Linked DNA regions of Mus musculus: regions 1, 2, 4, 5, 6 and 7 are each linked to region 3. The links are chromatin contacts, called in public HiChIP or PLAC-seq and promoter capture Hi-C maps. All regions are on one chromosome and are shown on one strand. The core of a region is the stretch at or near the end of the contact, and the rest is flanking DNA. Distances in the headings are between cores, read along the strand shown.

Region 1 (3,486 bases), core at 231-2,730, 600 kb after region 3:
CAGCTTACCTCTCTTTCATTGAGGAGGGAACACCCCTTTAAAGAGAGAAATTCTGATGAGAATATCAAAGCTAAGTTTCCCATGGAGTTTCCCGTACACGAGGACTGTCTCCATGCTTCGGAGTCACCTGCTCAACCGAGGGCTGGCACTGTGTTTCCTGCCTCTGAGCACAGTTCACTGGAAAGCAGGCTCAGCCCTGCTAGAAGGGCTTCATCAGAGAAGGTGGGGCTGGGGTGAGAGCTTTATGGAATTTTGATTCGCATGGAGCAGTGTCATTTCTGAAAACCATGTTGCTTGCATTCTCTGTGATGGTGAAGCTGAGTGTCCAAAAGCCCAGCCTCAGATCCTAAAGACACGTTGCCTACATCTGGGAGGCAGAGCACTGCCATCCGTCAGCCCCCATAGGGACTGACTTCAGGATGCCTTTGCAGAAACCTACACCTGCTAATTCTCAGATCCCTCAGGTCACAACAGAGTATGTGATAGAACTTTCCTGTGATTGGCTGGATCTATGGATGTGGAGTACCCTGTGATTGGATGGATCTGTGGATGTGAAGTGCCCTGTGATTGGTTGGATCTCTGGATGTGGGGTGTCCTGTGATTGGATCTATGGATGTGAAGTGTCCTATGATTGATTGGATCTCTGGATGTGGAATGCCCATGTACATAGGGCCAACTGTACTTATTAGTAGTGGGAATGTCAGTTTTTATCTAGGCTACTAGAGGCAGTGAAGCCAGCAACTTAATGGCATAGGCCAAAATGTTGCATGATACTCCTATAGGCAAATATAGGAAGAGTTACAAGGAAGCATTGTATAGTCTTCTTCTATTAACTGTAGTGAGTGGCTGCAACCCCCACTGCAGTGGTCTCTGACCATTCTCCCTCCCCTCCCCCCCACACCCACACCCAGCTACTCATCAGCCTACCTGGGCAATAGGAAAGGAGTTTAAAATGAACTTAATCTTAACTGGTAGATAGAAATTCTAGGATCTGTCAGCTTTAGGAATAAGTAACTATGTATAGGAATAATTAACTATGTAACTATGCATTGCTCCAAGTCTACTAGAAGAAAAGATCACATACTTCAAGCCCTTCTTTTAAAAGATAAGGAAGTTGAAACTCACAGTGAAGTATTATTAGAACAGCTGGCCCTATGACCCAGCCATGTAGACTCTTGACCAAATGGCTCTGCTGGGATCTTAACCAAGATGGCCCATCAAGCTTACCCTGTCGGCTCTTGTCTTGATCTGTTTGCTGTTGCTATAACAGAATTTCTGGGCTTTATACTTTATTCGTCTCATGGTTCTGGTCACTGGAAATTCCAAACAGCATGGTGCTGGCATCTAGCAGATATCCTCCAACTCTGTTACAACATAGTAGATGAAGGAGCAGGAAGGGCCTGTGTGGTAATGAGGAACCAAGAGACCAGAGAGGCCAAATGTGTTCTTTTATAACAATACTCTCTTGAAAGACCTAACCCAGCCCTTCAAGCATGGCTTAATCACTTCAGAGTGCAGCAGCCCCGTGACCAAATCACCACCACGCTACACTTCAGAACATTGGCTCACTGGGAACCAAGCTCCTGGCCTTGGAACCCATGCTGTGGGACCACAGGAACCGGGGCTGTTCTGAGCAGATGGGTGATGACTTATATTGAGGAAAAGGGGAGAGCTCCGGCTGGGTTCTGTGGGAATTGTCCTTGGCTTGTTGGTGGGTGCCTGGCTTGGCATGGTGGTTGTGGCTGGGAGCACAGAGAGGCCTTGCACAGGAGATTAGACAGGACTCTATGGCAACCCATGGAAGATCCCAATGAAAAGAGGCAGTCCATGGTTTTAAGGCATTTATTGTCGTGGCAGAAAATGGATAGGTAAAACCGTACCCCAGTTCTCAGGGTGGGTCTGAGGTTAAATACCTTTTGCAGAGAGGAGTGTCTGGAAAGGAAAGCCTAATTGGCTAAGTCTCCAGACCTTTAGGTACCTCATTAAAATGGAGATCTGTCTTAAGGCTACGTGTCCACAGGTCACACATCCTCTACCTGTGAAGGGACTTGGGGCGTTTCCCTTATGTGACTGATGGCCACAAATCTATGGAGTGCTGCAGCCTCGTGCCAGGAGCCTAGTATCTGGGAACCAGGCAAAACACCTGCCGTTCCTCAGGGTCGCTGGGGTTTCCAACCTTAGCTCAACCAGGAACCAGGCTGACTTTCATGGTCCTACAAGAATTCAAGCAAGTGATACAGAAGAGGTGGTAGGCTTAATGAGAAGCCAGGCCAGAGCTTCCTTCCTGTGCACTGCCTACTATGTGTGGTGGTTCCAGCCTACACACAAGCCTGGGGCAGCCTTGAGAAACACAGAGAAGCCTCTGTTTCCAGGGCTGAGCCACTGGGTCTCAGAACTGATGAGTCCTGCAAACACTCCCCTTGGGGCCTCTGGTTTTGAAACATGTCTGTCTCCACTGTGCTTTTCTTATTTGGTTGTGGTCCCTGATCCCTATTTCCAGATACAGTCTGTCATCTGAGTGACCTCATCTTTGACTAGGCCCTAGATGGCACTTCCCACAGACCTACCTGAGTAGCAGGAATATCCTCACCCAGGGAACAAACCCAGCTCCGTTTGCGACAACTACCAAGAGCACAGCTTGAGCGGATTCAGCTACAAGTCTGGATCTCAGATTCTGTGCGTGGATTCCCCTGACATTCCCCCAAAGCTCCCCGTCCTTAAATCCTGTGCCCCTGAGTGAGATATAAATTAAACGTCACAGGCTGGTGGCACTCAGGTGCTGGCTTTGCTTTAAAACACAGCAGAGATGTGGAATTGGTTTATTTTCAGAGCTTAAGTGAGGAGGAGGGTTTTCAGCTGCCAACCTTCATTTCAGAGAAAGAACCAGGCACTGCCATTTCCCAGGACTCTCGTGGCCCCCTTTGCCCTTGATTGAAGCTGCCAGGCTTTGCACTAGGACATCCTGGAATGTCCTAGAGGAGACCCTGAGAGGCCCCGTCACAGGCTCATTGGGCAGGTGTTGCTGACATTCACGCCATGCTAGTTATTCATGTCGGCCCCTTCCTGATCAGGCATGGTGGAATTCCACGGAAATACCAGATGGACAGTGTGGGTAAGTAAGTACTGGCTCAACTCAGGCCAGGGATGTAGTTCATTGATAGACGGCATTTTCATTAGCTCTGGAGGCCCCAGATCCAATCCCTAACACCAAAACAATCAAAATGAAAATAATTTTAATAAAGAATCCAGGTAAACTATAGAAAGGGCTGCTTGGTCTTTCTTAGGCTACCGTGATAATATTAGCTATGTTTAAAAATAAAGGATAACATTAATTATATGCTAGGTTCCGTGCTAAGAACACTCAGTGTTTTCTCATTTGGGCTACCTAGCAACCCTATAAAGATTGTTCAATTATTACCCCTTTCATTCTCATGAAATATCTGGCTCAGAGATAACTATCAATTTCCCCAAAGTCACCCAGCCATT
Region 2 (3,941 bases), core at 63-2,562, 640 kb after region 3:
GTCTTACACACCCAGCTGCTATATACAAAGCACCTACTATGTGCCAGGTACAGGCAACAGCCAGGATATACTGATGAGTTCATTCTGTTATTCTCCAGAGTCAGAGGAGAGAAGCCCATGGTGGACCAATACAACCACCACTACTGTGACTATGGTCACACCTGCTCCTCTTCCCGCCCCTTCTCTTCCCTCTTAGTTCCTTATCTTAGTTCCCATCAGCTTTTCCTCTTCTTCCCCCTTCATGTGTACTCCCACATCCCCCGTTCTTCCTTCCCTTCTGTCATAATTAGTTCTAACTTGACACATCTGGGAAGAGGAAACCTCAGTTAAGCAACTGTCTCCATAAGAAATGGCCTGAGGCTATGTTTATGGGGCGTTCTCTTGAGTGTCCGTTGGTGTAGGAGCCCAGCCCACTATGGGCAGTACCATCCCTAGGCGAGTGATGCAAATAAACCCTTCCTGCCCTCCCCTTTCCCATTGGATTTTTTCCTCCTCTTTTCCTTCCCTCCTCTCACTTCCTTTTCCTCCTCTCTCACTTCCTTTTCTTCCTCTTTTACCTGACATTTTCTGCCCTGGCAGCTTCCTGGTCAAGAAGGTCCTCAGCCCCTTCCACTTTCTTTGGCTTATCTTCACTGGGGCATCAATGGGGCCTGAGATGAACAGAAAAGCTGCCAGGAGAAGAAAGGGAGGGTGCCAGATCATTAGGGCAGAGCCACTGAGAAGCTGATAGGAAACAACTAGAAAGATCCAAAAAGTAACAGGTGCCACACTCTGGCTTAGTTAGTTTGTTTCATTCCTTGATTTAGTTATTTACTTTGCAACCCAGTCACATCTTCCCCTCTCCCTCTCCTCTGGGTCCTGGCTCTCACCAGACCTCCTCCACCCTTCTCCCCTTCTCCACAGAGGGGGACGACTCCCCTGCACATAGCTTTTTTTAAAAAAGGAAATTCATCCTTTTGTATTATAAATACTGTTAATGGTTGAATAAACATACAATTCAGACAACTGAAGCCACCAGGCTGTCAAGAATGGGTGCTGAATAAATATAGCTGACTTATAAATACCTTTCCCAGGGGAGGGCCTGGATCTTTCCATCTTTCTTTCTTTTCCCATAAACTTGCATGAAAGAGCGCTTAGATTCATGCCTTCCACACCTCACTTCCTATGTTTCTTACCAATTAAGCAGCAGTTAGTGCTCTGAGGATGCAAATGAACTGAAGGGGTTAGCTCTTATTTTAGAACCTGAATCAAGGTCGGCTTGCTCTTGGTAAGCTGCAGGCGCAGACTAGCAGCAGTCTGACAGCCCCTCCTCCCCTGACATTCCACAAAAGCATGAAAAGCAGGGACAATTACTACTCCACAGCCTCAGGAGGAAGGTGGAAAACAGACTTTTCTTTGAAAAGACAGGATCCGAGAATTTATATCAAGGAGCGGCGGTGCTTGGTTCAACCCGCAGCTTAGATGCTGGTCTTATTAGTGCAAAGCAGCGAGCTGTGTATTATTTGGTGTTGTAATTAGTGACAGGGAGCTTTGGCCGGGGAGAATTGAGAGAGATATGGCATGGGAAGCCTCAGTCCAGAAATACTGAATTCATGGAGCTACATGGTGAAAGGCTTGGCTAGGAATGAAGCCCGGCTCCTGCCAGCCGTATTGCTGTGTTAGAAGCCAGTGGGGCTGGAGGCCAGCACTGCCTGCTGCTCTCTGAAGGATGTACTGTCCTCTGCCCGTATTTCCATGGAAGAGGCGGTCACGACCAGAGCACCCAGCCCATCTACCAAATGTCCCATCTGTCCCCATGATGCCAGGAGCAGAAGCAGAGCTAGCTATCCCTCCTGAGCTGAATGAGGGCTCCCTGGAACACGCAGTACTGAAGGCCGTGAGCATGGTAAGTGTGAATGGCAGGAAGGGACTGGGGCTTACCATGTGTAAGGTAATTACATGGCGCACTCTCCTAGCTAAAAGGATTTTAATTTTATAGAGGAAGGGAAGATTCCTGCATATGAGAGGGTGAATCTCCCACAGCATGACTTAATCAAAGGAAACAAGTAGAATGTCTGCATAGGCCCTATTGTCATAGGCAGGGCACTCTGGGGACCTTTCCACAGCACTGCTGTCCTGAGGGAGACCTTGCTGCAGCAAAGCTGGACCCCACCTTTTTGTTCTTAGGGAACTGTTTCCATTGCATATTCAGGTTGGGTCCCTACTTTATTCTGATGGATGGAAAAACAGAAAGGTCGGATGGAAGGAAAAGGATACATCCTTCTCTTACTGAAACCTTCAGGCCCTGCTAAAATCGATTGCTGAAACATCCAACGCAGAGAAGAACAGCAGTGAGATGGATGGTTTTCCATCTCAATAAAAGTTGCTTAAATGATTCAAACCTTGCCTGCCTTAGCCAGCACAGCCTGAGAAAGGTACTCTGAGTGGTGTCAGAAACGCATGCGGCGTAGGGTGCTTCCCCTCTGGAGACACCAAGTTCCAAGCTCCTTAGGATTCCAGTCAGTATCCATCAAAGAACAAAGCTGCGTAGGGATCTTTACTGCTTAAACACTGTCTAGCTGCTTCAACAGGGTGTGTGCAGACAGCAACACCTGGGAGCCCCAGTCTCCTAACATCCCCCACCAACAGTGATGACTGGAAGGGAGCAGGCGGGAGAACACTTGCCTGGCGTGCAGGAAGCTGAGTTTGTCACCCAGCTCTGTAAAGCTAGCACTACAAACAGCTTGTGTGTGAAAAGGAAACATTCAACCTCTTGCACCATCGGCCTTCTTTTGGAACAAGCACCTGAAAGCCAAGGACACAGTTAGGGCATGCCAAATGATACAGGGGGTATCGCAAGAAAGAGAAATCTATTTGATGCCATCGTTGCTCCTCTGTCTGGTGTAGATTTCAGTTTCTCTAAGCAAATCATCCCGATTGCTCCACGCCCAGGAACCTGTTTTGTTCAAACACAGTGAGCTCTCATCCCTGCCATTTTGCACAAAACAGGCTTGCTCTATGGAAGGACGGCCTTTCAAAGAGGTAGGAATTACAGAAAGCAGTGTGCCAGCCTCTCTGTGGGAGGCCATTCATCTCTCTGCTCCCTCAGCCAGGAAGGAGAACAAAAAACCCAAGTCCTCTCTAAAGCTCCTGTGCTCCGATGTGTCAGGTCCTTTGCACGCCGCTGCCGCTCAGGGCCAAGACTATGTGTCTGCAGATCATGCTGATGGAAGAAAAGAAAAGGAAACGTCCTGTTTGGATCAAGCACACCAGTCGCTTTTGTTACACTGACCTATTAGCACAAAGGTGCACACGACTGAGCTCTGGCTCTGCCATTAGCCAGTCCCGATTTCTGTGGAGCGCTGGATGCTCTTCCATTTGCAGTGTTTAATTGCACGTTTATTGGCCTGTTCATGACCGTCATAAAACACTATGAAAAATAACACACAGGGTATTATTATAGAAGTGTAAAGACTCTAGATTTTCCCACTTAAAGACAGGTCGGGTGAAAAATGTATTCTGCACTGAGACCATTAGTTTTATTTCAGAACCTTTGGTATATTAGATTCTGAACCTCTGACAGGTGTAAGGACAATTTCATTTTTCCTACTGACTTGTATACAGCTGCGAAAAGAAACATCTTCAGAGTAACGTGAGTCCACAGCCACGCCGGACAGTCTGAGTGACGTCCCATTGGTCCCAATGGCTTTATAATGGCCTGGTTTAAGAGCATAGCAGCAGAAATCACCTGAGAGGAGAAAATGGGCCAATCTTCAGGCAATTTTCCGTGCTTAGTATAGTGAGCCCTCCATTATATGCAAAGCGGATTCTAACGAGCGTGTTTGTAAATGGTCCATAGATGGCACCGGGTTTCCCTTTAACATGGCAGGCTACTGTTGTAGCTGCCAGGATCCAGTCAGAAAATTAAATGTGTTACTTACCCACAGGCACTGCTGTGTGTC
Region 3 (3,806 bases), core at 861-3,360:
TGTATCTCTGTGTGTCTATGTTTATGTGTGTCTATGTATGTGTGTGTTTCTGTGTGTGCGCATCTGTATTTGTATGAGAGTGTATGAATGAGTGTCTGTGTGTGAGTATGTATGTGTCTGTATGTGTATCTCTGTGAGTCTCTGTATGAATCTGTGGTGTGTCTACATATGTGCATCTCTCTGTGTTTATATGTGTGTCTGTGTGTATGAATATGTGGTCTGTCTGTGTGTATCTACCTGTGTGTATCTCTCTGTGTCTGTGTATGTGTCTGTGTGCATGAATCTGTGGTCCGTCTGTCTGTATGTCTATGTGTGTGTGCCTATGTGTCTTTCTGTGTCTCTGTATATATCTCTGTGTTCTGCATGTGTGTCTATGTGTATGTCTGTGTGTGTCTATGTGTGTCTTTGTGGATGTGTCTGTTTGTGTCTATGTGTATGTCTGTGTGTGTCTATGTGTGTCTGTATCTGTGTATGTGTCTGTGTGCATGAATCTGTGGTCTGTCTATGTGTGTGTGTGCCTATGTGTCTCTGTGTATGTCTCGTGTGTCTCTGTGTGCCTGTGTGTATGTCTGTCTGCGTGTGTGTTATGTGTGTGTCTGTGGGTGTGTCAATATGTGCCTTTGTGGGTGTGTCTGTATGTGTCTATGTGTGTGTGCACATGTTGTGTCTATGTTGTGTGTGTCTGTGTGTTTGTATATATAATATTTTTCCAAGTATTACTTTATAGGCTTTACTTGAATGACTGGTTTCATGGTCGTTCTCAGTAAAATGACAACCATAGACTTATGAACTAACTAGGTGCTTGATAAGTCAAAGACTCTGGTTGATTAATAGAAGCATGGCATTTTTAAAAGGAATCCCTCACCCTTTTGGAATCATGCCCCAAGTTATTACCAGATCAATAAGACAGTCTGCCTGTTGTCCAGGGAGGCAGAGAAGTAGGAGAAGCCATGAGTTACTGAAGCTGCAGATGGACCAATGAGACTTCACTATCCATGTACTCTCTGCTCTAGTCTTGTGGAGGGGTCCCTGCAGGCTTTACAGCAGGCAAGGAAGATGATCAGGGGGTGGGAAGAGTGAAACTCAGCTTAGCTCCATTTTTTAATACCCACTTCCCTTTCTTTGTTGGGATTATCGAATCCCCTGCAATAACACAAACCAGACGCTTCTGAGGTAGAAGACCTAGTCCTACCCACAGACCTGAAGGTTTGCCAGACAAACTCAGATTCTAGAGTCCGGATCCCACCCACTAGGAGTCTGTTTCTTTCTGGGCTTCGAGGTATGCACCTGCTTTTGCCTTCAAGGGAACCTGGCTGGGCCTGAGATCTCTGGCTTTCCCTGCCTTTTTTATTTTTTATTTTTTAATCCACAGAGACAGTGAATCAGCTCTTGCTACCCCAGTGGACCTCATCAAGACAACATTGCTTTCATTTTTTGAAGTTTGAACTTAAGCGCTTTCATATTATCTGCTTGTGCATGGGAAATATCCGCGTGCTTCGGTTTTTGTTAAGTGACAATAAACTATTTGCAGTTTCCAGAGTATTTAACTACAGAGGGGCTTCCCAACCATCAGGAGTCAGTTTCCTTGGTTACCTTTGTCTGACTGCTCACCTGCCTGGTATCAAGACCATCACCAGAATGAAGATGTATCACCCCTAAGGATTTCCTCACGTAACATTGTATGCATGTCCTTTCTTCCAGCTCCATATGACTTCCAATCTGTTTATTATTGTGGTTTCATTTGTATTCCAAAACGTCTAATGTAAACTGGATAATTTATATGTATGTATGTAAATAATCTTCATTGTCTGGATTCTTGTGTCTCTGGGGAGCACTGGATGTCTTTTGCACGACCTTATTATCTTAGGGATGATCTAAGGGCTTGGAAACTTTGCCTTCTTTGCCTTCTAGAAGCCTAGGGTCATCTATGCAGCATGGCCTTGCGGAAGCAGCAGGTACCTAAATGCAGGAGAGCTGGGTGGAGGGTCACGAGGACACTGGGATGCTCAGCTCCAGCCTGCGCAACGACTCCGCAGCGGCGGGAAGAGCATGCGCACGCACACGCGCGGGGCCGCCTGCGGGGAGCAGAAAAAAAAAAAAAAAAGGTTCAATCAGGACGCCGGCGCTGTGAGGTGGTCGCCACGCTCCCACGGTCACTTGGCTGACGTGAGCCACTGGGGCGCGCACTGGGACGCGCACGGCGCCTCGCACGAGCCGGGGCTGGGCCGCGTGCGCTGCGCTGCGCTTCCTCCGGGCCCGTCTCGCGTGGTCCCCACGGCTGGCAGCACCCGGTCCGCCGACGCGCGTGGCTGACGGTGAAGAGGGCAGAAGCCGCGCTCCGGCTGCCAAGAATCCCCGTCTCTGCACCATGAGTCCCGAGCCCGCGCCTCCGGAGCCGCAGGGCGTGCGCCGCAGCCTCGAGGAGCCCCCGGAGGAGCCCCAGGGACAGGGCTCCGCGGCCTTCCTCGCTGGCGACTACGAAGTGGCGGCCGAGCTCTTCCGCTCGCTGCTGGCCGGCCTGGCGCAGCCGGAGCGCGGCCTGTGCTTGCAGCTGGGGGAAGCGCTGGCCCGCGCAGGCCGCCTGCCCGAGGCCATCGGCGCGTTCCGCGGCGCTGCGCTGCTCGGCCCGCTGCAGCCGGGAGAGCTCTCGGAGCTGGCGAGCGGCCTGGCGCGCGCCCTGGGCCTGCGCGAGAAACGGCCGCCTGTGGCGGCGAGGCCCAGCGGCTGCGCGTCCGGGGCCCCGGGGCCCGTGGCGCCGCGCGACCTGCTGGGCTGTCCGCGCTGCGGGCGGCTGCTCTACAAGCCGGTGACGTTGTCCAGCGGGCTCACGGTGTGCAAGCGCTGCGTGGAGCAGGTGCCGGTGCGGGCGCAGGCCCGGCGCGTGAACGTGATGCTGAGCGGGCTGCTGGAGAGGTGCTTCCCTGCCGAGTGTCGCCTGCGCAGGCTGGCGTGCCAGGCGCGGGGGCTGCATCGCCAGCAGCAGCCCGAGGCCGCGCTGCTCAGGTGCCAGCAGGCCCTGGACATGGGTGAGTCAGCCTCGAGGGTGACCACGGGGCTGGGCGGTGGCCGGTGGCCTTTTAATTTCAGCGGTAGTAAGGTGTACAGCCTCACCCTGCAGGGTGGCCAGTGTCATACAACAGGTGCACCGCGCTGTGGCTTTCCCAGGGCTGCAGTGCATTCTGTAAAGCAGTGTAGCGTAAGCCGCGTAGTGTAATGAGTCTTATGGTAGATATGTTGAGCAGAGTGACCAGAAGCCAATGATATTTTATTTTAACAGTGGTTTCACTCTGTATCCTTATGTGTCTTATGTATTTAAAAGATCAATCTTTTACTTTATTTTTATTTTATTTATTTTTTATGGTCTGTTGTGGTTTTTTCCCCCCATTCACTGCACTCCAGAGGTCAAGGTCAGGCAGGACATTTTCATTTGAAGACCTTCACCTGTGTTTAGATGTTGAAGAAGATGGGAGCGGTCTCATGCAAAATGTCTTCCTGGAAAATTGTTTGGTAGTGTCCATTTCAAAGAGGTACATATACATGTGTACCAAATGACTGTATAGAGTGTATACGTACAATCATTAAAGTTACTTCCAGGGCTGGAGAGATGATGGCTCACTGGTTAAGACCACTTTTTGCTCTCAACCCCCAGAGTTGGTTCTCAGCATTCACTTGTGGGAGTTACAAAATTCTAGGGGACCTGGCGCCCTCTTCTGACCACCTCGGAAACTAGTCAGGCTCAAAGTGCAAAAAGATACACTGTAGCAAAGCATTCACACACATAAATGAAAAGCTAAAGTGGAAAGCAA
Region 4 (3,606 bases), core at 102-2,601, 920 kb after region 3:
CTGACTGCAGCGTTGACAGTGGAGATAGAGCAGGCCCTCCGTGACTCATCTCCTTGAGACCCAAGGAATCGGGGCTCTTCCATCACTCAACGCGTCCCAGCTTTGCCTTTCTGGATGCACCCACTTTGCAATACAGCACACAGGGCAGAAGTGTCCTGAGATACAGAGGCCCGTTCCATGTGGGCAACTGACTCCTCCTAGGCTCTGTCATTTTCCTAGGAAGCTGGAATGTCATTTAGCTCAGCACCTTTGTCTTCTGTCCTCTGGTGGACAGAAGAATTATGTGTGGTCTTAAAAACATCTCTGATGTATGGAGAGATCGAGGCTAGACTTCTCCCTCTGCTCTGGGAAATGTGCTTTGCCTAATATAAGAATGTTCTTTTATTTCCCGTGTGTGCCTCTTATAAGTGTGAGGGCGGGGAAAGATACTGTCTACTTGAAGATATATTTATCCCCAACAAAATCCTTTTTTTCCCCTGCTTCCTTAGAAAGTTTTGGAAATGACAGAGCTCAAAAGAGGGCTCAGTCAGTAAAGTGCTGAGCATGTGAACAAGACTCTTGAATTCAGACCCTCAGCACGTATGTAAGATCTCAGCACGTATGTAAGATGCTGGGCACAGCAGCATGCATGCGTACTACTAATGTTTGGGAGGCAGAGTCTACAAGAGTACCCCTGGCCAGCTAGTCTTGCCTAATTAGCGAACTTCAGATTCAGTGGGAGGCCCTGTCTCAGGAAATAATGTAGAAGGTGAAGATTGAGGATACTGATATTGACCTTTGGCCTCCCCCCCCCCCACACACATGTGCATGCACACACAGGAAATAATGGGGCATCAAACACTCAGATTGCTACTCCCTGCCTTTGTGTTTCTTCTCGACAACAGACAGCTACCCTGTTAGAGGTGGACCTGGAGCCAGGAGGCAAGCTAATCTATCACAGTTGAGAGACATGCTGGCATAAGATAGGATGACATCTTTACATGGCAATCCTATGATTCTGGAATGTGGAAATGAGCATTTCAGGTGAATTATCTATTCAGAAGTGTGCTAGCATTTCCTGTTTCTTTCTCCTTTCTAGGCTAATTATCAGCATCTTATACTCAAATTCGGAAGACGTGTGCCTAAGACCATTTTAGGTATTCAGAAACCATCCACCAAATAGATGCCTCCAGTGCAACCTGGGGGGTTCGTTAGATTCATTAATTCATTGTAGTCAATAAACACTTTGAAGTCCTTTTATTAAAGGAGCCACCTAAATCCAAAGTAGCACTATAATCAGGTCTAATGAGGTCAATGCTTTAAAGAGAGGCCCTTTAAATCATATATAAAGCTCCTCTACCAATCATTGGTACAGGACAAAAGTAGACGAGGCAGGTGAGTGTAGGTTCTGGTGATTAAAAGCTTCCTTCTCGGTGGCAAAGGCACACACTGAAGTCTGCTCAGTTGAAGGAAGCCAGAGGCACAGCGAGCCACTGCCTGATGGAGTCTCCAGCTGTCACATCTATGCTATAGGAATGTTATAAAGACCATCTCTGTGTGAAATCTTAATCTACAGGTTGCCACCACTAAAGGCTTCTTCAGAGACTTCTCTGGGAGACTGCAAGAGAGGTGAGTGGTAGCTTTCCTTGCTTGCATCTTGAGAAACATAGACCATGCTTCAGAAAGGAAACCAAGGGAAGAGCCCATCTGGGAAGAGACAGAATACAACCACCCTCTGCTAAGAGGTGATGGTGGATTGAAATCTCCTGGGAGTCACACTGTCAGGGTGTGCTAAAGGCATGCATGCTTCAGGCTGCAGGGGTGCTGTTCAGGAGTCACACTGTGCATGCTAAAGCAGGCACACTAAGGCTAAAGGGGTGCTCAGGAGTCGCACTGTAGGAGGGTGCTAAGGGCAGGCATGCGTGAGGCTGTCGGGATGCTGTCAAGGAGCTGGGAGACAAACGTTATATTGGAAATGATTCTAAGTTTGTCAATGTGTTGTTTGAATGACAGGGACTTCCTGTTAAGAAACCTTCAAGTTTTAAAACTAATCTGTTTCTATTTCAAACCAGAACAGATCCCAAAGGATAAGAGTCACGGCCATGGTGCCCTCGGTGGTGTTCTGGGGACTTATTGCTCTCGTTGGTAAGTAGCGATTTTCCCTGATTCTCAGGGTATCTGCTTTCTAGCAGAGTCAGAAGGCATGATGACTACATGCAACAGAAGAGTGACCGGCTTGACTATTAACCAACTGCTTAGTTGTTTGCTTTGCTTTTGTGTGTGTGTGTGTGTGTGTGTGTAATGTGTATACATATGTGTACAGGTGTATGTATGTGTGTGTCTGTGGGCGCGCGCGCACCAGTGTGAGTGTGTATGCACAGGAGCAAGTACACACAGGGAGATGTCAGAATTGACATCATTCCTCCATCATTACTTCCCTATCCCTAAACAACTGCTCTTTTTTTTTTTTCCCCCAAGACAGGGTTTCTCTGTGTAGCCCTGACTATCCTGGAACTCACTCTATAGACCAGGCTGGCCTCAAACTCACTGATCTGCCTCTGCCTCCTGTGTGCTGGGATTAAAGGTGTGTGCCATCACTGCCCGATCCAACAGCTTGTTTTTAAGAGCATCTTCTGCTTGCTAAGAGCACAAAGGAGATGTTAGTGGGGATGTAAAATAATAAAATACTAATTAGTCTGTGTACTTTCTGACAGTGCACCCATTTGGCTGAATTTCTTTTAAAGAGGGTTATGGAACAGTGCAAGAGTCAAGATGAATGAAAAGAAAATTCTCGATGCCAGGTAGTGGGTGAGAGTCATTGGATGAGTTATATAGATGGGAAATCCATTAGTGTGGGAGTTTAGAAGGAAGAGTTCACATCCTTCTAGGAAGGTCAGACCTGAAAGGCTTTAGTGAGGGCATGAAATGAGGAGATGCAGCCAGGCAGTGGTGGCGCATGCCTTTAATCCCAGCACTTGGGAGGCAGAGGCAGGTGGATTTCTGAGTTCAAGGCCAGCCTGGTCTACAGAGTGAGTTTCAGGACAGCCAGGGCAACACAGAGAGAAATCCTGCCTTGAAAAACAAAACAAAACAAAAAACAAACAGACAGACAGGAAGGAAGGAAGGAAGGAAAGAAGGAAGGAAAGAAGGAAGGAAGGAAAGAAGGAAGGAAGGAAGGAAGAAATGAGGAGATGCCTGCAGAGAGAAGGAATAATTTAGTGGAAAGACTGTGGTGAGATGCAGAGAAGTGTCAGGGATAGAGTGAGCTGGTTGGTGAGGTCAGAACAGAAGATTTCCTTTCAATGTTTTAAAAATTATTTTATTTTATGTGCATGGTGTTTTGCTTGTGTGTATATGTCTGTGCAGCATGTGTGTGCCTGCATAGGGCAGAAGAGGGCATTGGATACCTTAAAACTGCAAGATGGTTCCCAGCTCCCACACAGTGGCTCACAACCGTCTTGTCCTGGTGGTTAATAAAACAGCAAGGGAAGAGGAGGAGGAAGAAGAAGAAGAAGAAGAAGAAGAAGAAGAAGAAGAAGAAGAAGAAGAAGAAGAAGAAGAAGAGGAAGAGGAGGAGGAAGAGGAGGAGGAGGACAGGGAAAAGGAAGAGGGGAAGAAGAGGAGGAA
Region 5 (4,019 bases), core at 434-2,933, 710 kb after region 3:
GTGGGTGGCCTTAGTTGTATCAGGAATAGAGGAGCAAGCCATTAGAGGCAAGCCAGTGAAGTGAGCAGGGCTCCTGAGTGGTCTCTGCTTCAGTTCCTGCATCCAGGTTCTGTCCTGACTTCCCTTCCCCGTGGGTTGTAAACTGTAAGGTGAGATAGGCCCTTTCCTCCTTAAGTTGTTTTTTTGGTAATAATGTTTGTTGCAGCAAAAGAAAGCAAACGAGGATGGGACAGTTTGTTTATTTGCTTGAGAAAAATACAGAAAAAGTAATCTTTGATTATGAAAGAAGAGGAAAAGTATTCACAAGTTATTTTTCAGTCTCAAAAATAAAGTTTTGGTGTTTTTCTCATTGGAAATAACTGCTGTGTAGAGACAGTTTTTCAAAACTCCTCACAAGCCTCATTTCCCGCCCAGCGGTATTTCCGAACACAAGCTGGTGGTGTTGCAGCTCGTTCTGAAACTCCTGCAGTTACACTGTATCTAGCTCTTCAATTGTGGGTCCAGAGAAACAGAGCTGGGAGGGAATACTGAAGTTGAATTCATAAAGGAGAGCGAGCAAGTGGAGCAAAGGGGGAGAGGTTAAAATCGAGACAGATATATATATTTCCCATGTACATATACATACACAGAAAGAGAGAGAGAGATTTCGATTATCTCCTGTCTCTCTGGGAAAGGAACCTCAGGTTTGCAAAGTCAGTTTTAAAAAGAGTACTACTGTTTTCTAAGTGCCTGCAAACTCCTTTCAAAAGTCTTAAGGTGGGGAAGGAACAAAAGTGTTCAGTCTAGGGCGAGGAGTTGGTTGGCTTAATGTTTGAGCATTCCAACAATAAAGACTATCACAATAACCATGCAGTCTCCCATTGAACAGACACTACAGAGGCGGGGGAAATGGGCCTTAAGAGACTGTTTTTTTTCTTTTTTGCTAGGTGTATTTAACATCCACGAATAAATTGTGTAGCTGCTGGTTTTTTGTTTTTGTTTGTTTGTTTTTAACCATCACAAGGGAAAGCAATTTTCTTCAGGTCTGTGTGTTGCAAGTGGGAAAGGCAGGTAGAGCACAGGACCGGCAGTGGTAAGATTGTGAGGGACGTCGTGTCTGGACACAGCCTAGCTGGCTGCCAGCAAGTGACCTGGCATTCCCGCAGACCCGTGTGGGCCGCGGTTCTCCGCTCGCCGACCGAGCATGTGCTAGCCTGTGAGCGTCCTGGCCGCCGCTAGGTGGCGCCGCACATCAATCGGAGCGCGGTGCGGCGACGCGTTTCGCGCCTCGGCCGACCCTGCGCGGTCGTCTACCCGGTTAGTCCCGGCACCCGCGCCCTCCGCGGCGGCTGGGGAGCCCGGGCGGGGCGGGGCGGGGCGGGGCACGGCGGGGCGCGGCTGCGCGTCGCTGCAGCACCATTAGCTAGCCGGCCCCGGCGGGAGGCAGCGTGGTGATGCGGCGGGTCCCGCGCCACCTCCGCCCAGCCAGCCGCACGGTCACGTGCAGCCGAGGCGCTGCTCTCCACCCCCCCTCCCCGCGGGCGCCGGCGCGAGAGGAGGGCGGGGCCGGGGTCGCCTCGGGCCGGGCGCGAGCAGCGCGCGTGCGCCGCGCCCGGTGAGTGCGTGCGGGGCCGGGCCAGCGGGCCGCGGTGTGGATGGGAGGGGGAGCCGGGCGCGCGCCAGAGGAGCGGCGGGGGAGGGGCGGAGCTGCCGCGGAGGCGCGAGGCGGGCGCAGCGACTGAGGGAGCGTGGGCCGCGGTGCGGTGCGGTGCGGCTGGGCGGCCGCCTGACCGGTTGCCTTCCCCGGCGTTCCCCTCAGCCGCGGGGAGGACACTGAACGACGGCGGCGCCCGCGAGGCCCGAGGAAGCGGCTGGGCCCGGGCATGGTGGCCTGGGGCGGCGCGGAAGGTGAGCGACCCCCGGGCCGGCGGGTGGGGGAGGGGTACCGAGCCTCCGCCGTCCCCGCCTCCGCCGCACGAGCGGCCCGAGGCGCCGAGGCCGGGGGCTCGCGGTGCTGCCGCGAGGCCTCCTGCCTGCCGCGCCGCGTCGCCCCTGCGCCTCCGGCCGCCGGGTTATGTAACGCGTGACCTCCCGTTCCCGCTCCACACCCGGCGCTCCGTCGCGCGCCGATCGGGGCGCCCGCGGCCCTGCCTCCGAGTCCCGCCGCTGGCGTCGCAAGTCACCGGTTCCTCCTGCGCCGGCGCCTGGCCGGCCATTCATTCCCTCGCGCGTTCGAGTGTCCGCTCCGCCAGCGTTTGCAGAACGTGGCAGGGGGCACCCGGGGCCCGCGCCGCGGGTCTTCGCTCGTCCCCGGTGCATCGGCTTCTCCCCTCTGCCTTGCTCTTAGGCATCCCGGAGGCAGTGTTTCTCTCACTCCTTTTCCCTTGTCACTTATCTGTCCCCTTCATGTGCAGGACACCTGTCCCCAAGTGTTTGTACAGGTGCTCAGTTCACACTTGGGTGTGCTGTTATAATAACAGTCGGGGTGCACCGAGGGGGCACTTGTTTGTTTGGAGACTCTTCCTGTCCCGGGTTTGCAAAGCCCGGACTTTCCTGTAGTATCGTTCCTTGATTGTTTAAAAAAACACTACAGGTGATACATGCCTAGGATTTCACCGTGTGTTTTTTGGTGTTTCTTGGGTATAAAGTAGAAATGGTATGTAGATAAAAACAAGAGACCTCATAAAAAGGATTTGTAACTATTAAGGGCTATGTAACAGCTCTTAAATTATTTGCTTGGTCTCTGGCTTCTCTAGTACCTGTTCTTCCTTTACGTAGAGTAATAATACCACAATCTTGTTCCTATGGAGTGCGCATTAGCTCAGCTTAGCAAGACTCCATAAGTTTGCTTTCCCATATTGACCGGGCTTTGCCCAGGCAAATGCTGCTAGAATACCCTTCCGGCCCTTCCAGTGCTACCTGTGATGGACACTTGGAAGCTTACCTGGAGCTCTCCATCCAGGACTTCAGTCTGCACGAGTGCACTCGTTCATTGCTTAGACTACTTACTTGCCATTTTTCTTGAATTTCTGTTTTCTTGTTTGTGTCTTGTAGGTCCTTTGAGGTCAGTATGTACCAAAATCGTGTATCTTGTCATGAAACTTTACTCCTTTTTATGGTAAATAATGCATATTTGTTCATTTTCTTAAGGGTGGGAATCACTTTTAACATTAAATCTCTATGTCATCTCAGGTAGAAAAATACACATTTTCAAAATTAATGTGCTGAAATACGTAACTCCACTTCTTTAACACTGAAAACCAAGATTCTAAATGGAAAGGAAGGAAAGCCTGTTCCCAACAACCAGTCACAGTAAATACATTCCAGAGGCTACATAGACCTATATTTAACAAACATACTGTATCCAATGGCATGTGAAGTGGAGAGATCAAAGCATTTACATATGGGCTTGAAATTTGCCTCTGCTAGTTGGACAAGCTTTTCATTCATATTTGGAAGACATTTTCCAGTTTGGGTAGCCGACTAATAAATTAGTTCTTAAGTGAAAGGCATTTAATAAGACTATGAAACTACAGGTACTAGGTAAGTGTTTTCTGTAGCATACTCTTGTAGCTGTGTACTAAATAGGGCCTGATATGCTGGAGAGAGACCATGAGAAGAAAACTAATCACCGGAGACCTTAGGTGCCTGCTGTCTACTAGAGAACAGATCCTGAGGGCTGGCAGATTCTTAGTGTTTTATTAGAATGAAAGGGATTGTAAATCATAGTATGAACCAGGCTCCGTTCATCTCAGATGTCGGTAGGCAGAGGCTGGGGTATCTCTGGTAGTTTGAAGCCAACATGATCTACATAGTGAGGTGCAGACCAGTTAGGGCCTGCATAGTTAAGACTCCATCAGAAATAAAAACCAAAGTAAATCATAGGGCAAGTTAAACAGAATGAAAAACAAACAACCAAAAAATACTTTTTACTTCTTTTCTTGTAACAACAGTGCTAACTGAAACTTTAATGTGGATATTAATAGACATTTAAAAATTTTAATTTTCTTTGAACTTTCTGTAGTTAAAATCCTCCAAAA
Region 6 (3,512 bases), core at 589-3,088, 880 kb after region 3:
TGTGTCCTAGTTACTGCTTCTGAACAAAATAGAGAGAAGGCCCTGGATCCTCTCCGGGATCTGGTTTTCAATGATGTGCCCGATACCCCGCCTTTTTTGGCTCCAATGATGAGGAGGAACCATGCAATCTCATACTCACTTCTCGGATGTAAGAATTCAGAAAAGCCAAATGTTCAAGTCTATATCCTTCAGTGTCCTAGCCTGTGGCCCTGCCATCTGCCCCCAACGGCTTCATCTGTTCATCTGACATAGCCTGGAGTCTATGAGGATGTCCCAGAGCCTACCCCACTGTGGGCAGTGTCATCCCTAGGCTCATAGGCTGTCTAAGAAAGGTTGCTGAGCATGGTTGGGGAACCAAGCCAGTTCCTCTATAGCTTCTGCCCTAGTTCCTGACGCACCTTCAATCTCCTTCCTTCCCAGGTTGCATTGGGTCAGGGTACTTTATCACAGACAGAAAGAAATCCTGGAAAACTAGATGTTCTCTCTACTGCTATGTGGGTTATGGGCCCAGACAACACCTTTATGAGCCTGCTCTCATAAAGCAATTGTTGTCTAAAGAGGGTAGAGTATACCCAGGCATGGTGGCACTCACCTTTAATCCCAGTACTCGGGAAGCAGAGACATGCAGATCTCTAAGTTCGAGGCCAGCCTGGTCTACAAAGCAAATTCCAGGCCAGCTAGGGCTGTTATACAGAAAAACCCTGTTTTGAAAAGCAAAACAACCAACAAGAATATAGAGAACATGGTGCTGATGTGGATATCTGGCATGGCCAAGATGGCTAACACTGGACTTGGGGGCTGTGAGCCAGAAAAAAAAAAAAAAGCAGACACTGGATGTCCAGGGAACCTCGAAGTAAGCAGTAACACAATCTCTTATGTAACTATTCCTGGGAGAACGCCACTTTTGGGTAAATCTGTATAAAAATGGCCTTGAGGTCAGAGACCTTCTCCCTCACCTTCACCAGTCTGCCTGTTTGTGTCTGTCTGTAAGCCTGTGTCTACCATGTATGGCCAGTGTGCTGGACTACATGGCTGTATGTGCCAGGGTGCTTGCTGCTGTCTGCCTGCCCAACAGCCTGGATGCTGGTGGATGAAGTGTGTCTTATCTGCCTATGGTTCCTCTCATGCGCTTCTGCCTCTCCACCTCCTGGGGCTCACCTCGCTTCCTGGTATTGGAGCTTAGACTCAAACTATCTCAGTCGTGGATAGAACAACAGATTCTGAGCTGGGGATGCTGAACTGTAAACTCCTTAACAGGAAGCTCTACTAGTCCCAAGTATGGACTAGGAGTTTATGAAAATCCAGATTCCCTCCCTCCTTCTTCCCTTCTTCCTCCCCTCCCTCTCCCTTCCTCTCTCCCTCCCTCCCTTCTTCTCCCTTCTTCTCCCTTCCTCTCCCTTTCTCCCCTTCCTCCCTCCCTTTCTCCCCTCTCTCCCTCTCATCCTTTCTTTCTTCTTTCAGCCTTTTCTCCTTCTTCTCTGTCTTTTCCTGCCTCAATATCCCTCCTCTCTCTTTCTCCATCCCTCCCTTTCTTGATTCCTTACATGACAATAAATGGGTGTGAATAAAGACAGATGTCGGACCTTTGCATTCCATCAAGAACCTGCAATTATGATTTGTCCTCCAAGGTGTGGTAAAGAGCTAATTGGTTGATGGGTGCAGAATGCCAGGACATTCTTGAATAAATCCCCATATGAGTTCAAAGTATTTATAATTATGATTATTACTATAATTTATGAGATTTAGCTGTAAATCTTATAATAAGATGAGGTCAGCACTTTTAAGAAGAAGCAGCAAGATGAGACCCTATATAAGGTTCCGAGCACTGACCGTCTCTAGGAAGAGGAGCTGACTGAAGACAGGTGAGTGGGAACCAACCCTGGACTTGTACTGAGCTTACTCGGAACGAAAATTTTAGGATATGCTAATTGAATGGTGATTAGCCAACCCTGGGTTTATTTATCTATTTAGATGGAAACTTCCAGGATATGTTAATCAATTGACAATGATTGTGTCTCTGCTTCTGAGTAAATAAGATTGAACCAAATGAAACTTAAGGATCTTGCAAGAAAAGATCACGTTTTAGAAAAGTTAAGATGATAGAATAATTCTTTCTATTCATTTACAATCATTATACAAACTTATTATTTCTCTCAGTGCACATGTAGGGCTTCTTTTGAATATGTGCACATGTAGGGCTTCTTTTGAATATGTGCACATGTGCAAGACCTCAAACAGCAGGACAGAAATATGTGCTCATTTAACACTAACAGCAATACTGGGGCCATGAAGAAAGATGGGGAAAACTATGGGCCATGAATAGGGAGGGACTGAAGTCCCTTGCTTCAGAGTCTGGCTGAGGTCTCTTGCCAGCACAGTCAACAACTGCTTCACTCACTTCCTGAGGGGAAGTGAATATGAAATGTCTTATTTTCTTCCCGAGTGCCTCTTTCCTTATGCTTAAAATATTGCCCTTAAAAATCAGCAACTCTGCTTCATACAGTCTGGTCCTAAAATGCTTCTCTATGCCAAAGCCATGAATCCTGGGTTTGCCTGGGTTGGGGTCCCTGAAAGATTACAGGATTTCCTCGGGCTGCAGGCTGCTGAGGGCAAGCTTGCAGAACCATGTGCCTCCTGTCCTCTTTCTGTTGGCAATAGATCAAAGAGAAGGTCTTTCTTGTTCTTTCAAGGCTGAAGGACTGAAGTGTTGGTACTTTGCCAGATGGCAAGCCCCTGTCCTTTCCCACTTTCAATCTTGAGGATAAAACATTGACCCAGACAAGCTCGTGTGGTGTCTTGGGGGTGGGGTGTGTGTGCATGTCTATAGAAGAGCCTTTCTTTTCTTGGAAGCTGTGAAAGAGCTAACACTAGGGGGTCTAACAGTTTAAGTTTTGGCTATTAGCATTAAAAGTCAGATGTATTTTAAGATTCTATGATGGAGGAAGCCAGGATCTTTTTTATTAGATATTTGTTCAGAAGGAAATATTCCTGGGCTCACACAGGGATGATGGTCTTCCCAGATTTCTTAACTCAGAAAAAATGAGGAAGAGCAAGAACAGAGGTACACAGACAGAAGAAGCCCCCTTCAGACAGTCTCCATGGCAAAGGGAGCGATTATGAATTTGCCAACAATGAGGAAAAAGTCTTTCTCAAACCTTCTATGTTTTCCCTAGTTTGGGTTTCCTCATAACCCAAACTCAACAAGTGCATGAGATCACAGGCCATGGGAAAATGCAGTCTGAGACACAGGTTAAATGATACGTGGGTACATACCTGCCATGCCAGCAGTCACCATGGAGGGTGGAGCAAGGGGATTTTCAGTTCCAGGGCAGCCTGGGTTACAAGGCAAGACCCAGTCTCACAAATTCAAACTGGACAAGGTAGCTCACATCTGCAATTTCTGTACTCTGTAGGCAGAACACTGTAGGAACACTGTAGATTTGAAGCCAGCCTGGGCTATATGGCAAGTACTACGCCAGGCTATAAAACCCTGTCTCAAAACAAATCAAGCA
Region 7 (3,656 bases), core at 89-2,588, 530 kb before region 3:
GAGACAGGGAAAGCAAGGAGTGGAACAAAGCAGAGGCTTGGTTTACACCACAATGGGGACCAAGAAATTACCAAAGAATGAAGGAGGCTAGAGATTCTCACATAGGGCCTTATCAACAAAATACAAAAGGCCTGGGGGGGGGGTACGACTCGCTTCTACAATGCTCTATTCAAGGCTGCTTTTAAAGAGTACCTTTCACCTGAGAGCGACTCTTCCTTCCACATACTGGGCAACACCCACACCACCTTTAACTTGTGGCCTACTTTCACTTTGTCACAGGCCTAAATAGTGCTTCATAGTGCTTAATATGCCCAACCATAGAGGAAGGAACGTGGCCGACCACCAGCAGTATTCATACCGGGCAAAGACCTTGGGGCAACCCACTAGGTGCAGACACACATTTCAACCCGGCAAAATCTCTCCGAAAATACTAAACCATCAAGTCCAAGAACTCAAGCTCTAGGGCTGGAACGCAAATGCAGATAGGTCGTGTACAAATAAGGACCGCAATCACTCTCTGTAACCGCCACTTTACTACAACTTGCCCCGAATTTGCACAAATCTGTATAATCGGACGACGAAAAAAAAAATCGTATTTCGCACTTGAGGTAGTAACCGGCCACTTTCCTGCAGCGTACAAGTCACTGACTTTCCTTTTACACGTCCGGATTACCAGAACTCACGTTTTAGCACCACCAACCTTCCCCAAGTCTAACCGCTCCCTCAAACTCCATCACAGCCTCCAGTCTCCATTTCCTAGCCGGTTGCCGTGCAAGCCAAACCCCGCACACCTTCCACGTACACACAACCACACCGGAATAAACCCGCTTGCCCTCTAGAGCACCCAGTCTGTAAGCAAGGCTCGCGGGTGACAGCCCAGCCCGGCCGGAGCCCGAAGGGGGTCGCGGGCCACACCGCCCGCCCGGTACTCACACTCCATGGATGCGCTTGTGAATGTTGATGGTGTATTCTCGGGTCACCACCTCGTTGATGGCAGAACGGCCCTTCTTCTTCTCGCCACCCTTCTTTGCGGGAGCCATCTAGACGCAGGCGACAGGGAGGGAGGCTCTAAGCAGGTAGTGGGAAAGCCCAAGCCCGAGCTAAGGTGCACCCGTACCCCGCAGGCCGTCCTCCCACCGCCCCGGACCGCAGAGCCTCCGCGCGGCGCGGGACAAACCCCACCGAGCCTGCCCGTCCCGCGCCGGGCGCGGATGGCGCCGGATTTCAGAGCCGCGACCCCGCAGCCATACTCACTCTGCCGGGCCCAAGTAGGAAAGGAAGGGCGCGAGGGTTTGTGGGAGGGAAAGTCGCGTAGCCGTACAACTTCCGGGTCACGGGGAGGCGAGGAGGAAGAGGTGTGGCGAGGGAAGTTAGGAGTTAGGCTGGGGCGTAAATACAGCGCGCGTCAGGGGCGGAGCGAGCGGCATGGGGCGGACCCAGGGCGGGCCCAGGGCGGGGTCGATCTTGTCAGTCTTCTTGCAATCTGCCTTGAGCAGTGGAGGTGCGGGATGGGATTTAAATCCCAACCCGAACCCGGATTCGGAACGCCCGGCCGGGAGGGAAGATACTCCAGTTTTTCGGGTGCACTCGCTCACTCACTCTACGTTTGTTTAATCTATTAGATACTGTGCTTGGCGGAAGGTCCCCGGAATGACCGAGACGACAACAAAAGAATTTATTTTCCAAGTCGAAAATGCCCACGGAAATGCCAGGCACGTCCGTAGAAAATAGATCTCCGAATCTAAACATGTCCGAATAGCCTGTCTATTGGAGTTTCAGCAATGAGCAAGTTTCAGGATCTCACAGGCAAGAAGACAGGCAGGCAGAAACTCCACGATCTTACAAGGAACCTATGTCTCTGCCTCCTTTGGCTAAGGGATGCTGGGGCCTTTGGATTCCCCAAAGGTCAGACTTGGGGTGGACAGGCAACTGCTCTCTCTCTCTTAAGAAAATAGTGTCCACAGCCACGTGTGGTGGTGCACACCTGTGATCCCAGAACTTTGTGGGTTGAGTTAGGTGATCAGGAGTTCGAGATATCCTTGACTGTAGTGGGCTAAACACGCTTGACAATATCTGATGACTTCTCAGTGGGGCTAGGAGGAAAGGAGCAGACAGGCTCGGTTCTAGTTCTTAGAGAATCCAAACCAGAAGGGGTTCTATGGGAGTGCTGATTGGTACTGGGGTTGAGCTCAGAAAATTGCAACGCAATCTCCCAAGCAGAGCCACTCAAAAATAATTTAAAAGGAAGTCTGGAGCGATGCATTCAGGAGGCAGAGCAAGAGGATGCCAAATTAAGGACGGACTACACAGAGGCCAGTCTTGGCTACACAATGAGACTAGATCCAAGAGTAAGGGGAGGAGAGAGGGAAGGGGAGAGTAGAGACTGAGGGAGGGAGAGGGAGGAAGGGCTATAAAGAGAATATGAAAATGTGAATTTGGGATCTTTAGCAAGAAGACAGAGGAGCCCACTAGTCAGAGTGTGCTGACTTGAGCAAGAAATGATAATTAGTTATGGTTAATAAATAATGGTTAATTAGAAAAGCTGAGTTTATAAAAGGCTGTGAGTTCCTGACTTCATACTAAAAGTAAAACATGAATAATTTAAGGAGTCAATAAACTAGACATATCCGTCCACACATGATTAAGCTAAAAAATCAAAAAGGAAAAAAAATTCCCCTGCCTCATTTCTAATGAGCTTTTCTACAGAAAAGCAAGGCTATTTATCTCCATAATATGAAGTCCATCTGAGCACTAATAGCATTTCTCTAGATGACTCAGATTAGATTTTTTTCAGTATATTACTGGCTGACTTTGAGATCGTCAAGCTACAACATGAACAGAAATTAAAGCCATTTTATATCGCTAAATTTTTACTAGGACATTTTGGCAAGAGTGCAAAGTCATGACTAGGAACTGCTTCACTTCGCCAGGTGTGGTGGCACACACTTTTAATTCCACAGTGGGAGGCAGAGGCAGGTGGAGCTCTGTAAGTTGCAGAACAGCCTGATCTATATAGGGAGTTCCAAGCCAGCCAGAGCTACATAGTGATACCTTGTCTAACAATGACAACAATGTTGTTTGTACAAGGGGATTTTAGTTGTTAGAGACAGAAGGTGTTACAATTTTAGTTTGTTTGTAGTATCTTAAACTGAGGTCACATTCAATCTTGACTCTTGAGCCAAGACACTGTACTTTTCCAGACAGTATGATCATGGTTTTTCTGGGACACAGATGTAGTTACAGAATGACCTTTTAATAAGCAAAGATAATGAATGAAGAGGTCAGTGATTACAATTCCCATGATGCATGCATTTAGTGGAAAATTACACAATTATAGGTTTTTGAGCGAACCCAAATTTTGAACATGTGCACAATTCAGGCAGAGTTAAATTAAATTAGGAGCACAGCATACTCCACCCTCTTTTAATGACTTCCAGATAGACAGCCTTAGGAGAATGAATACACTGTGTCCATTAACAATCTTGTTCCACTTAGGAGTCTAACCATCAATTAAAGTATGACTACAATTAAACTATAAGTTTGTTTCCAGAAAAACCCAATCTCTAACCCTTAGACAATGCTAGGGTAAGAGAAAAAAATAGGTCAGAGTTCCATACAGACTTCATGTTTTTAGGGTTCATTTCAAGTTCTTTCCA

What was found. Promoter capture Hi-C pulls out the DNA fragments that hold promoters and counts their contacts. HiChIP or PLAC-seq counts read pairs in DNA pulled down with a chosen protein or histone mark.
Region 1: a promoter capture Hi-C map of hematopoietic stem and progenitor cells shows a contact between it and region 3, with 3 times the contacts expected there. The contact joins the enhancer-like site here to the promoter of Lonrf2 in region 3. A contact is called at or near these places in 6 of 39 promoter capture datasets (the HPC-7 cell line, cranial neural crest, frontonasal cranial neural crest and 3 more), 1 of 115 datasets of contacts at active chromatin or transcription factors (large pre-B cells) and 3 of 9 other capture datasets (adipose tissue, liver and macrophages).
Region 2: an H3K4me3 HiChIP or PLAC-seq map of embryonic forebrain shows a contact between it and region 3, with 8 times the contacts expected there. The contact joins the enhancer-like site here to the promoter of Lonrf2 in region 3. A contact is called at or near these places in 1 of 484 Hi-C or Micro-C datasets (bone marrow-derived macrophages), 5 of 115 datasets of contacts at active chromatin or transcription factors (embryonic basal ganglia, embryonic forebrain, embryonic hindbrain and 1 more) and 2 of 9 other capture datasets (liver and macrophages).
Region 4: a promoter capture Hi-C map of hippocampal neurons shows a contact between it and region 3, with 2.8 times the contacts expected there. The contact joins the promoter of Lyg2 here to the promoter of Lonrf2 in region 3. A contact is called at or near these places in 4 of 39 promoter capture datasets (HPC-7-derived erythroid cells, hippocampal neurons and liver) and 1 of 115 datasets of contacts at active chromatin or transcription factors (embryonic stem cells).
Region 5: a contact with region 3 is called in a promoter capture Hi-C map of hippocampal neurons, with 6 times the contacts expected there. The contact joins the promoter of Rev1 here to the promoter of Lonrf2 in region 3. A contact is called at or near these places in 9 of 39 promoter capture datasets (the 3T3-L1 cell line, 3T3-L1-derived adipocytes, cranial neural crest and 6 more), 2 of 484 Hi-C or Micro-C datasets (both in embryonic stem cells), 7 of 115 datasets of contacts at active chromatin or transcription factors (astrocytes, embryonic basal ganglia, embryonic forebrain and 4 more) and 1 of 9 other capture datasets (macrophages).
Region 6: a promoter capture Hi-C map of hippocampal neurons shows a contact between it and region 3, with 4 times the contacts expected there. The contact joins the promoter of Lyg1 here to the promoter of Lonrf2 in region 3. A contact is called at or near these places in 5 of 39 promoter capture datasets (the 3T3-L1 cell line, 3T3-L1-derived adipocytes, the C10 cell line and 2 more), 2 of 115 datasets of contacts at active chromatin or transcription factors (both in embryonic stem cells) and 1 of 9 other capture datasets (adipose tissue).
Region 7: a contact with region 3 is called in a promoter capture Hi-C map of hippocampal neurons, with 5 times the contacts expected there. The contact joins the promoter of Rpl31 here to the promoter of Lonrf2 in region 3. A contact is called at or near these places in 1 of 39 promoter capture datasets (hippocampal neurons), 1 of 484 Hi-C or Micro-C datasets (the G1E-ER4 cell line), 2 of 115 datasets of contacts at active chromatin or transcription factors (astrocytes and embryonic stem cells) and 1 of 9 other capture datasets (embryonic stem cells).

Annotation. Positions count from the first base shown.
Region 1 is chr1:38,231,260-38,234,745 of GRCm38.p6, reverse strand. The region is part of intron 10 of Aff3 (AF4/FMR2 family, member 3); the gene reads left to right. It overlaps Gm16150 (a long non-coding RNA gene), which reads right to left. Exons shown (of 4, transcript XR_865363.3): 1 at 1-3,486. Among named protein-coding and RNA genes, the nearest start is that of Gm16150, 14 kb to the right of the region's middle. Within about 2 kb of position 1,480, at least 9 of the 459 cell types and tissues checked have an H3K27ac peak or open chromatin away from gene starts, as enhancers often do. A contact at or near this core is called in hematopoietic stem and progenitor cells, where this site is marked.
Region 2 is chr1:38,197,797-38,201,737 of GRCm38.p6, reverse strand. All of the region lies in intron 15 of Aff3 (AF4/FMR2 family, member 3), which reads left to right. Among named protein-coding and RNA genes, the nearest start is that of Gm16150, 20 kb to the left of the region's middle. Within about 2 kb of position 1,312, at least 40 of the 459 cell types and tissues checked have an H3K27ac peak or open chromatin away from gene starts, as enhancers often do. A contact at or near this core is called in embryonic forebrain, where this site is marked.
Region 3 is chr1:38,834,991-38,838,796 of GRCm38.p6, reverse strand. Lonrf2 (LON peptidase N-terminal domain and ring finger 2) reads left to right here and starts at 2,110. Exons shown (of 12, transcript NM_001029878.2): 1 at 2,110-3,026. The coding sequence starts at 2,369.
Region 4 is chr1:37,914,238-37,917,843 of GRCm38.p6, reverse strand. Lyg2 (lysozyme G-like 2) reads left to right here and starts at 1,351. Exons shown (of 6, transcript NM_001033427.3): 1 at 1,351-1,608; 2 at 2,052-2,124. The coding sequence starts at 2,082.
Region 5 is chr1:38,127,330-38,131,348 of GRCm38.p6, reverse strand. Rev1 (REV1, DNA directed polymerase) reads left to right here and starts at 1,683. Exons shown (of 23, transcript NM_019570.4): 1 at 1,683-1,887.
Region 6 is chr1:37,956,085-37,959,596 of GRCm38.p6, reverse strand. Lyg1 (lysozyme G-like 1) reads left to right here and starts at 1,838. Exons shown (of 6, transcript NM_027111.3): 1 at 1,838-1,862.
Region 7 is chr1:39,365,533-39,369,188 of GRCm38.p6, reverse strand. Rpl31 (ribosomal protein L31) reads right to left here and starts at 1,338. Exons shown (of 4, transcript NM_001252218.1): 1 at 934-1,338. The coding sequence starts at 1,040.